Regions from separate parts of the Sus scrofa genome. Here regions 2 and 3 are each linked to region 1. The links are chromatin contacts, called in public Hi-C maps. All regions are on one chromosome and are shown on one strand. The core of a region is the stretch at or near the end of the contact, and the rest is flanking DNA. Distances in the headings are between cores, read along the strand shown.

Region 1 (2,700 bases), core at 177-2,676:
AGGAGGCAAAAAAAGAAAAAAAAAAAGAAAAGAAAAGAAAAGCCATCATCTTCAGATATTATCTAGCTACAAATATGCCAACTCTAGACGTCATGATACATTTCAAAGATTTTGTTGTTAATTTAAATAACTTAAGAATAGACTTTTACACATAGATTCTGAATCTACACAAATCAAATCATCAATATTTAATAAATGGAGTCCTCCCTAGTGTGTTGCTTCTTTTTAACAGAAAAGTAGAGGACAGGGGTTCTAAAAACTGCTCCCATCCTTGGTACTATGCATGATGTAATTCCATCAACTCTCTACAAAAAGTGAAAAAAATGAATGACCTGCCTATCACAGGGAAACTTTGAAAGGCAATTGAAAATACTATCTAACAGTTGATATCTGCTGAAACCTGGCATACTTGACTGAGAATATAAAATACCATTTAAGAACTATTGCACAGTAGATTAGAAACTAACATACATACTTAAACTTGCTAAAACTCTTTTAGCTGAACTGATTTCCAGCTCTGACAGATGTGAATTTCACTGTCATGAGCCATATGGGCTGCTGTTGGATCCTTCAGAAATTTGACTCAGCAACCACTTCATTATCACTTCTGAATGAGCTCCTTGTTTCTCTAGGTATCTGGTGCTAAAATCTCAGAAGAGAATAGCAGCAGCTACAGCAGCAAAAAAAAGAAAAGAAAAGCTAACAAAACGTTGGCTCCCCTCTAATTTCAGATTTGTCTTCAAGAGATTTTAAGTCTTGCATTTGGGGCCCAGGAGGAGAGATGAATTCTAATTTCAGAGATGCGGAGAGGGGAGGGTTGGGAAGTCCTTGGCGATGCCCGGCCTGGATCAACCTCAGGTTAGAAAAAACAAAGTTCAGAGAAGCCACTGGGCAGGGCAGGGAAGGACAGGGCAAGGCGGCAGTTGGCTACCGGGAACGGAGAGGGCCTCCCCACTTGACCGCGAGGCGAGATCTCGGGAAGGCCCAGGGCCAGTGGAAGCTCCGCGCGCGGTGGAAGTTGTCCCTGCGGGGAAGGAAGAGGCGGGCAGCAAAGGAGCAGCATCTCGGGAGATTGAAGGCCTGGGATGGTTGAAGCCGGTCCTCAGGCACCGTGGGCAGCGGCGCCTGAATAAGGCGCCTATCGGGGAAGGGAATGGCGAGGACTCATACCTGGATGAGCACCTTCACGTACATGAGCGGCTGGGACAGGATGGTGAGACCGGAGCCCAGGAGCACCTGACTGGCCGCGTCCGCCATGATGGCACCCGCGGACGGACAGACAGACGCAGCCACCAAGCGACCGAGCCGGTCCCAGATCACGTGCCAGGGCCGCCGGCTTCACTGGCCTGCCCGCGGCGCGCGCGCGCACGCACGCAGCGGCGCGCGCCTCTCCGCCCAGTCCCCGCCCACCGCCACGCCCCAAGAAACGGCAGGCGCTCGCGAGCGGGAGCAGGGGTCGGGGCGGGGCTTATGCCCTCCACTAGGAATGGCAGTTTCTCTTGCGCTTGCGCGGGCTGGAAGGGCCCAGGCGAAGAAGAATGGGCGTGGCAATGGGGAGTGACCCTGGCCGCATGGGCAAGGTCAGAGTAATAAAAATAATTGAAAAGGGATCTTCGATATTCTTCGCCTCTGCACTTGCTTTTTTGGCATCAGCAAAGTAAACTCTAAGGACTACTCAGCATCAGAATCATAATCTAGTGGCCAAGAAAAACTAGATAGAATAATGACTCCATCAGGGGGTTGCTATTGGTGCATTCATTCATTCATTCATTCAGTTAATGTTAAAACTTCTCGGAAACACATTTTCTGACCTATATTTAAATTCCCCTCCCCTTTGGGAGTTCCCGTAGTGGCGCAGTGGTTAACGAATCCGACTAGGAACTATGAGGTTACGGGTTCGGTCCCTGCCCTTGCTCGGTGGGTTAACGATCCGGCGTTGCCCTTGCCGTGAGCTGTGGTGTAGGTTGCAGACGTGGCTTGGATTCTGCGTTGCTGTGGCTCTGGCGTAGGCTGGTGGCTACAGCTCCCTAGCCTGGGAACCTCCATAGGCTGCGGGAGCGGCGCAAAAAAAGACAAAAAAAAAATAATAATAATAATAAATTTACCTCCCCTTTATTTCCTACCACATTGTCTTTTAACACTTATCATTGTCTGAAATTTATCTTTTTGTCTCCTCCACCGGAATGTAAACCTCGTGAATTCAGGAGCAGGAACTGCCTTTGTTTCTTACTCAACGCCTGGCACATACTAAATGCTCAATAAATATTTATTGCCTATGTGAGCAATTACTTCAGTGCCTACCAGGCTACATGTTACAGACGCAAAAAGGAAAAGGCATTGTCCTTACTCCTTCAGCTCCAGCACACACATTCTATATCAAACAGCACTTAGGCACTTAGGCAGAGCCTGGCACAGAGAATGAAGCAGGAAAGAAAACTTGCATTTTAGATTCTGGTTCTCCTTTGTATACAAATGATTTGGAAGTCGTTTTATCTTTTGTTTTCAGTTTTTGTGTCTAAATCTAAGGATAACACTACTACCTTCCTCTTGATGTTATTGTTAAGTGAAATCATGCATAGGATAAGATTTTTTTAAACAGTGTATTAAAGGAGTTCCTGTCGTGGTGCAGTGGTTAATGAATCCGACTAGGAACCATGAGGTTCCTGGTTCGATCCCCGGCCTCGCTAAGTGGGTTAGGAT
Region 2 (2,700 bases), core at 197-2,696, 69 kb after region 1:
GACAATTTAAGTCTCTGGTTCCTTAACATTAATTCCTGTTGTTAAAAAGCCACAGCTTTGTCTATGGCATGACATAGTGATTATAGGACAATCTTTTACAATTAAATATAACAGCTTTTCGTTTTATTTTTTAGCAGAGTCTGGTATCAACAGCATATTTATTTTCAACTAGCCATTGTTTTAGTTTTCTTCAACATAACCCCTGCATTCATTCTTTCTTTTTTATTAGGGCAAGCCCCTATTTTTCAGTTAGAAATTTATGTGATTAAGATTTAAATTCTTTTATATATCAATACAAGTTTTTTTCCTTCCTCTAAAATAACTTCTCTCCAAGTAACCCAGAGTAAATCGTCCCACCTGTGGAATTTTCAGAAGATTCTGTAGAATTTGAGTCAGTGCCAGTTTTGTCTTTTAAGGTCTGTTTCGACGTCTCGTCTCTACTCTCCTGTGCTTGGCTTTCTTCCTCTTCCTCCTCACCATCTGGGAACTCCCACTGAGACTCTCCCGACTGTTCGTTTACATAGAAATACCGTCTATGATCCCTAGATTACAAGAAAGAAAACACAAGTTTCAAGACCCATTCTCCTATAAAGACACTTGCATTTGGTCCTGTCCCAGGACAGCAGTCTGCTCTCACAGGGACGAACCTCTTCTTAATGGACTGCTATTCACAAAGGCAACAAAGAGCTTTGACAATTCAGGATAGAGAACCAAGGATAATTCAAAGCTATTTGCACTGCCAGCAGCTCTGTGAATACAGCCCTGAGCCCTCTTAGTACAACAGATGACTTAGAAAACACCTCTCACATCTTTTTTTTTGTGTGCCAATGCTTAACAGGGTTTCAAGTTTCATTAGCAAAGGGACTCGATCTCCTAGAACACTAATTTCCCTTCCAAAGAAGAGAACAACGAAGTTTGCGAAAGGTGACTCTTCCCCTCTTCAACCGTGGAATTCACATTTCATACTCTTGATATCAAACACAGTGAAAGCTAAAGAGAGGGAGAGGATCTGGGAGCTGAAAAATAAAAGAGCAAAGATTTCAAATAACGAAAAAAAAAAAAATCAAGAAAAGCCAAATATAAAAAGAAATATTTTCATCTGACCTGCTGGCAGAAGATAGTAATCTTGTTCTTCATTCACATCTTCAGCCACGAAGCTTTCCTTAACTTCACCGAGGTTAATCAGGAGTAGTTGCTTCCAGAGGTCCTGTAAAGCGCACAGAGCTCTCGCATGCGCTTAACCCCCAAGCCCGCCCTACTCCGTGCAACAACACTCTGGAGTAAAAACCAGCTTTGTCCAATCTTGGGAAAAAATCCGTTACATGGAACACTTTAAACATTGCTTTTTGTTTCTCCAACGAGTGGCTGGCTCAAACTCTGTGCGTGCGGTGCTCTGCCTGCCCAGCACCGCTAATGCAGCTGCTCTCAGTCTCCAGACAGGCTGTCAGGTCGTCAGGTGGTGGTGATCACAAATCATGTCTGAGATGTCAAAGGTGAAAGGTGAAAAGGGGAGAAGAGTGCGTACCTGTCCCAGTGGCAGGACCAGCCTTTGGGAGTGGCGTTTATTTCATACTGTTTTAGTTGTTCTGCTGCATCCTGAAGTTTTCGTTTAAGGTAGTTTCCATTAAGAGCCCCTTCCCGCCAATCTGCAATCCGTGTCTAAAATCAACAAAGCAGTAAGTTAAAGACTTATTATTATATCAACGACTTATTTATTATGTGCCTTTTATTCTGTGAAAAGGACATAAGTCTTCTGGTCCAAGACAGTATACTCTGGCAGGAAAGTAAGACCAAAGTGGAAAAGAAATTCTATCTTAAGTTCATAAAAACTCTTGCTTGCTCTTCAGAGTTCTGAAAAATGAAACTGCCATTACTGCCAAATCTCCAGTATCCGTGAAAATGAGCAGCAGTAGTTTTGGTTTTCCCTTTAGACTACATTAAGACATTTCCTCATTTATTTTACTTTTTAGGTTCATTCGATCTAGTACTGCTGTTAATCAATATTAAAGTTGTAGTTTTTAGGAAAATCAGTCAATTTCCTACAGGGATTCCTTACCTAATCCTACCCTGTTATTTGTCGTAAAATAAACAGGTTAAAAAGGATTCAGGATCACAAAAAGGATTTTTTTTTTAGGGCCGCAGGTGTGACATATGGAAGTTCCTAGGCTACAGGTCAAATCAGAGCTACGGCTGCCAGCCTACGCCACAGCAACGCCAGATCTGAGCTGTGTCTGTGACCTAAACCACAGCTCATGGCAATGCCAGATCCTTAACCCACTGAGTGGAGCCAGGGATCGAACCCGTAACCTCATGAATACTAGTCAGGTTCATTTCCGCTGAGCCACAGTGAGAATTCTTGATTCAGAACTTTTCAAACAGGTTTATAATGCTTTAATACTTACAAATTATTTTCAACACTATGTGGTATCATTATCATGAATAGAACTTTCATAGTTTTATTTCCTGAGTTGGTGGTTCAAGTATGTATCAAGATTAAAAATTAAAATTTTTTTCTTGTCTTTTTAGGGCCGCTCCCATAGCATATGGAGGTTCCCCGGGTAGGGGTATAGTTGGAGCTGTTGCCTCTGGCCTATACCAGAGCCACAGCAGCACTGGACCCGAGCTGCAACTGTGACCTACACCACAGCTCATGGCAACATCAGATCCTTAACCAACTAAGCAAGGCCAGGGATCGAACCC
Region 3 (2,700 bases), core at 164-2,663, 87 kb after region 1:
GGCTGGCATAAGGATGGTTCGCTCACTTCTAAAAGGTCTCTCCCACTTCCAACAAAAAGGAAAGGAAAAGTAACATGACATGTAGGGAAAGGGCAGGTTCCACCGTCACCAAGCCTGGGACGCGGAAACGCATACTCTCATATTTACCCGGTAAGTTATGCAAAACCGAGAGCAGACGTTGAGCAGACTGGGTGGCCGGGCCAAGCCCTGCACCAGAAATGGCGCCTCTGGGTCGGCTCCGGCCGGGCGCACACTGCTCTGCCGACCCTTCCGCCGCCTAGGGGCCCACAGCCGTCCTCCCCACAGGCCCCGTGCGGCAGGCCTCAGATACAAACGCCACCAGCCCGGGTTTCTCTTCCTCCTCAGGGACCTGCTCGAGAGGCCTAGGCCCCAAGCTCCGAGCTCGAGTTTCCGACGTTCCACCTAAGGGCCCTCGTGCACGCTTACCTTCCGAAGGCGAGTCGTCCGGGGCCGCGGCGGTAGTCACCACGGTCGTCGTCTGCGGCGTTGCCGCCGCCACCGCCGCCGGGGCTGGCTGGCTGGTCGCCGCAGCCGTCGTGTCCGGCTCGGTGTCGGGTTCCGGCTCCGGGTCCCGGCCAGGCGTGCTGCTCCGGGGACCCGGCGGAGAGAGCTGCAGGATGGGCCTACGGCCGGGTACCGCCCGGGACTTCTTCCCCATCGCGAGCCCTAGCGCGAGCCGCGAGCGTCGGGAAGCCGAGAGGGGCGGGCGTTCGGCGCGGCGCTGCGTAATCAATATTCATACACTGCGACACCGCCTCCTGCAAGGATCCGCTTTTAACCGGTGGAGGGCCTGCCCGCGCAAGCGCCTGGGGCCTCCTACGCTTTTCAGGCTCCTCCCCCCATGGATGGAGGGCGGGCTTTACCCACAGGGCTAGGCTATTGGCTGTTTTAACGCACAGAAGGAGCTGGTAGCCAATGGAAAAGGAAAAAGAATGAGCGTCAAGCCAATAGTGAGGAAGGGTCTCAGTTTAGAATCGCTTCCAATTACGTCAGGCTCCACCCATGCGTTTTTTGCAGTCTTTTCTCTACCGCCTTGTCCTCCATTTTGTGTCCGTTCTTGTGTATCAGTTTGTCGTTTGTTATGTAGGGAACTTGCTGTTTTCCAGGTCTTTAGCCAAGTTTCACCCAACTTATCGTGGCTTACTTTCGGTATAACACTGAATGTTAAGTAGAATAGTGAGTCTTTTAATGGTTTAGTAAATTTTTTCCTAGAGCATAAAGATGACCTCGTTGTTTATTGGCTGGAAAAAAATGACTAGATTTACTAGCATTGGAGGAAAGAACCTAAATTGTGGGGATGGGATAAGGGAGCCATCCTAATCTGGCCTTCCCAACCTGCTTTATTTATCTTCTATTAGCACTGTCCTCTCCCCTGTCCCCTTCTGCAGCCAGCTGCTGGGAGCAGTTGTCTCACTTCCATCCTTTACACAAGCTGGAGTAACCATTGCACCACGTGGGAAAAATGTTTTTTTCAAGACCCATGCAAGCTTTACATCTCAACCTTTTATGTCAATGCTGAGCCCCTCCCCAGCACTTGATTTTCCATTGATAGCTGTCTCCTCCATTCTAGAGCTTAAGAAATCCAGTGATGGGAGTTTCCTGTGGCCCAGTAGGTTAAGGATCCCTGGTGGCCTAGGAACGTCTATATGCCAAGGGGTGGGAAGCTCTTTACATTATTTTTTTTTAATTTTTTTTATTTTTAATTTAATTTTTTTATTTTCCCACTGTACAGCAAGGGGGTCAGGTGATCCTTATATGTATGCATTACATTTTCCCCCCCACTCTTTACATTATTTTTAATGCTTAAGCCAAGGTGCCAGCCTACACCACAGACACAGCAATGTGGGATCCGAGCTGTGTTGGTGACCTACATCACAGCTCACAACAATGCCAGATCCTTAACCCACTAGTCGAGGCCAGGGATTGAACCCATGTCCTCATAGATATAGTTGGTTGGTTACCCACTGAGCCAGGATGGGAATGCAAGAAATCTTACTTTAATAGAATTGGAAAGTTCTCTGGTGGCTCAGCAGGTGAAAGATCCAGTGTTGTCACTGCTATGGTACAGGTTCAATCCTTGGCCTTAGAACTTATGCATGTGTGGGCGTGACCCCCCACCCCCAAAAAAGTTGGGAAACCAGAGCGGGCCAGGCAGCTCTCCCGCCCTGTGAAGATAGCAGAGCCCAATAGGAAGAGATTCCTCTTCTTTCCTGGGAAGGACTCAGCCAATGAAAAGCCACGTGCTGTTTACTACAGCTCTTCCAACTTCCTCTTCCTTTCTGTAAAAGCAGTTCCTTTCTTTGCCATGTGGGTACTTGTACCTGGTTTGCCTTGGTAGCCAACCTTGAATTGCAATTCTTTGATGATTCCGAATAAACCCACCTCTGCTGGAGAAATAACTGGCAGTTCATTTGTTTTAGGTCACAATCATTTATCGTCTCATGCCCAACTGAGTATACTTTGATCAATTCAATTCTGACCATAACCCCCAGGAGCTGACATCAGACACTTTAAGTTCAAGGGCTCAGTCTCCCACAGAACTGTCTTTACTTCATTAGCCAGCTCCCAAGTGAGGACCCCACCCCATTCACACTTCTGGCTATGAAATCAGGGGTCCCTGGAGTTCCCTTTTGTTATTGTGGGTTAAGGCTCTGATGTCGACACTGTAGTTAGTGGCTT

Evidence for each region. A called contact is a pair of places that touch in the nucleus more often than the background predicts.
Region 2: a Hi-C map of skeletal muscle shows a contact between it and region 1, with 2.8 times the contacts expected there. The contact joins the enhancer-like site here to the promoter of MTCH2 in region 1. A contact is called at or near these places in 6 of 47 Hi-C or Micro-C datasets (brain, embryonic fibroblasts, skeletal muscle and 1 more) and 1 of 2 datasets of contacts at active chromatin or transcription factors (alveolar macrophages).
Region 3: a contact with region 1 is called in a Hi-C map of skeletal muscle, with 8 times the contacts expected there. The contact joins the promoter of FNBP4 here to the promoter of MTCH2 in region 1. A contact is called at or near these places in 6 of 47 Hi-C or Micro-C datasets (brain, fetal liver, heart right ventricle and 2 more) and 2 of 2 datasets of contacts at active chromatin or transcription factors (alveolar macrophages and skeletal muscle).

What each region holds. Positions count from the first base shown.
Region 1 is chr2:14,981,717-14,984,416 of Sscrofa11.1, reverse strand. MTCH2 (mitochondrial carrier homolog 2) reads right to left here and starts at 1,426. Exons shown (of 13, transcript XM_003353877.5): 1 at 1,171-1,426. The coding sequence starts at 1,257.
Region 2 is chr2:14,913,002-14,915,701 of Sscrofa11.1, reverse strand. FNBP4 (formin-binding protein 4) reads right to left here. Exons shown (of 17, transcript XM_021083063.1): 11 at 1,526-1,659; 12 at 358-542. Among named protein-coding and RNA genes, the nearest start is that of FNBP4, 19 kb to the right of the region's middle. Within about 2 kb of position 1,446, at least 4 of the 83 cell types and tissues checked have an H3K27ac peak or open chromatin away from gene starts, as enhancers often do. A contact at or near this core is called in skeletal muscle, where this site is marked.
Region 3 is chr2:14,894,246-14,896,945 of Sscrofa11.1, reverse strand. It overlaps FNBP4 (formin-binding protein 4), which reads right to left and starts at 1,413. Exons shown (of 17, transcript XM_021083063.1): 1 at 448-1,413. The coding sequence starts at 679.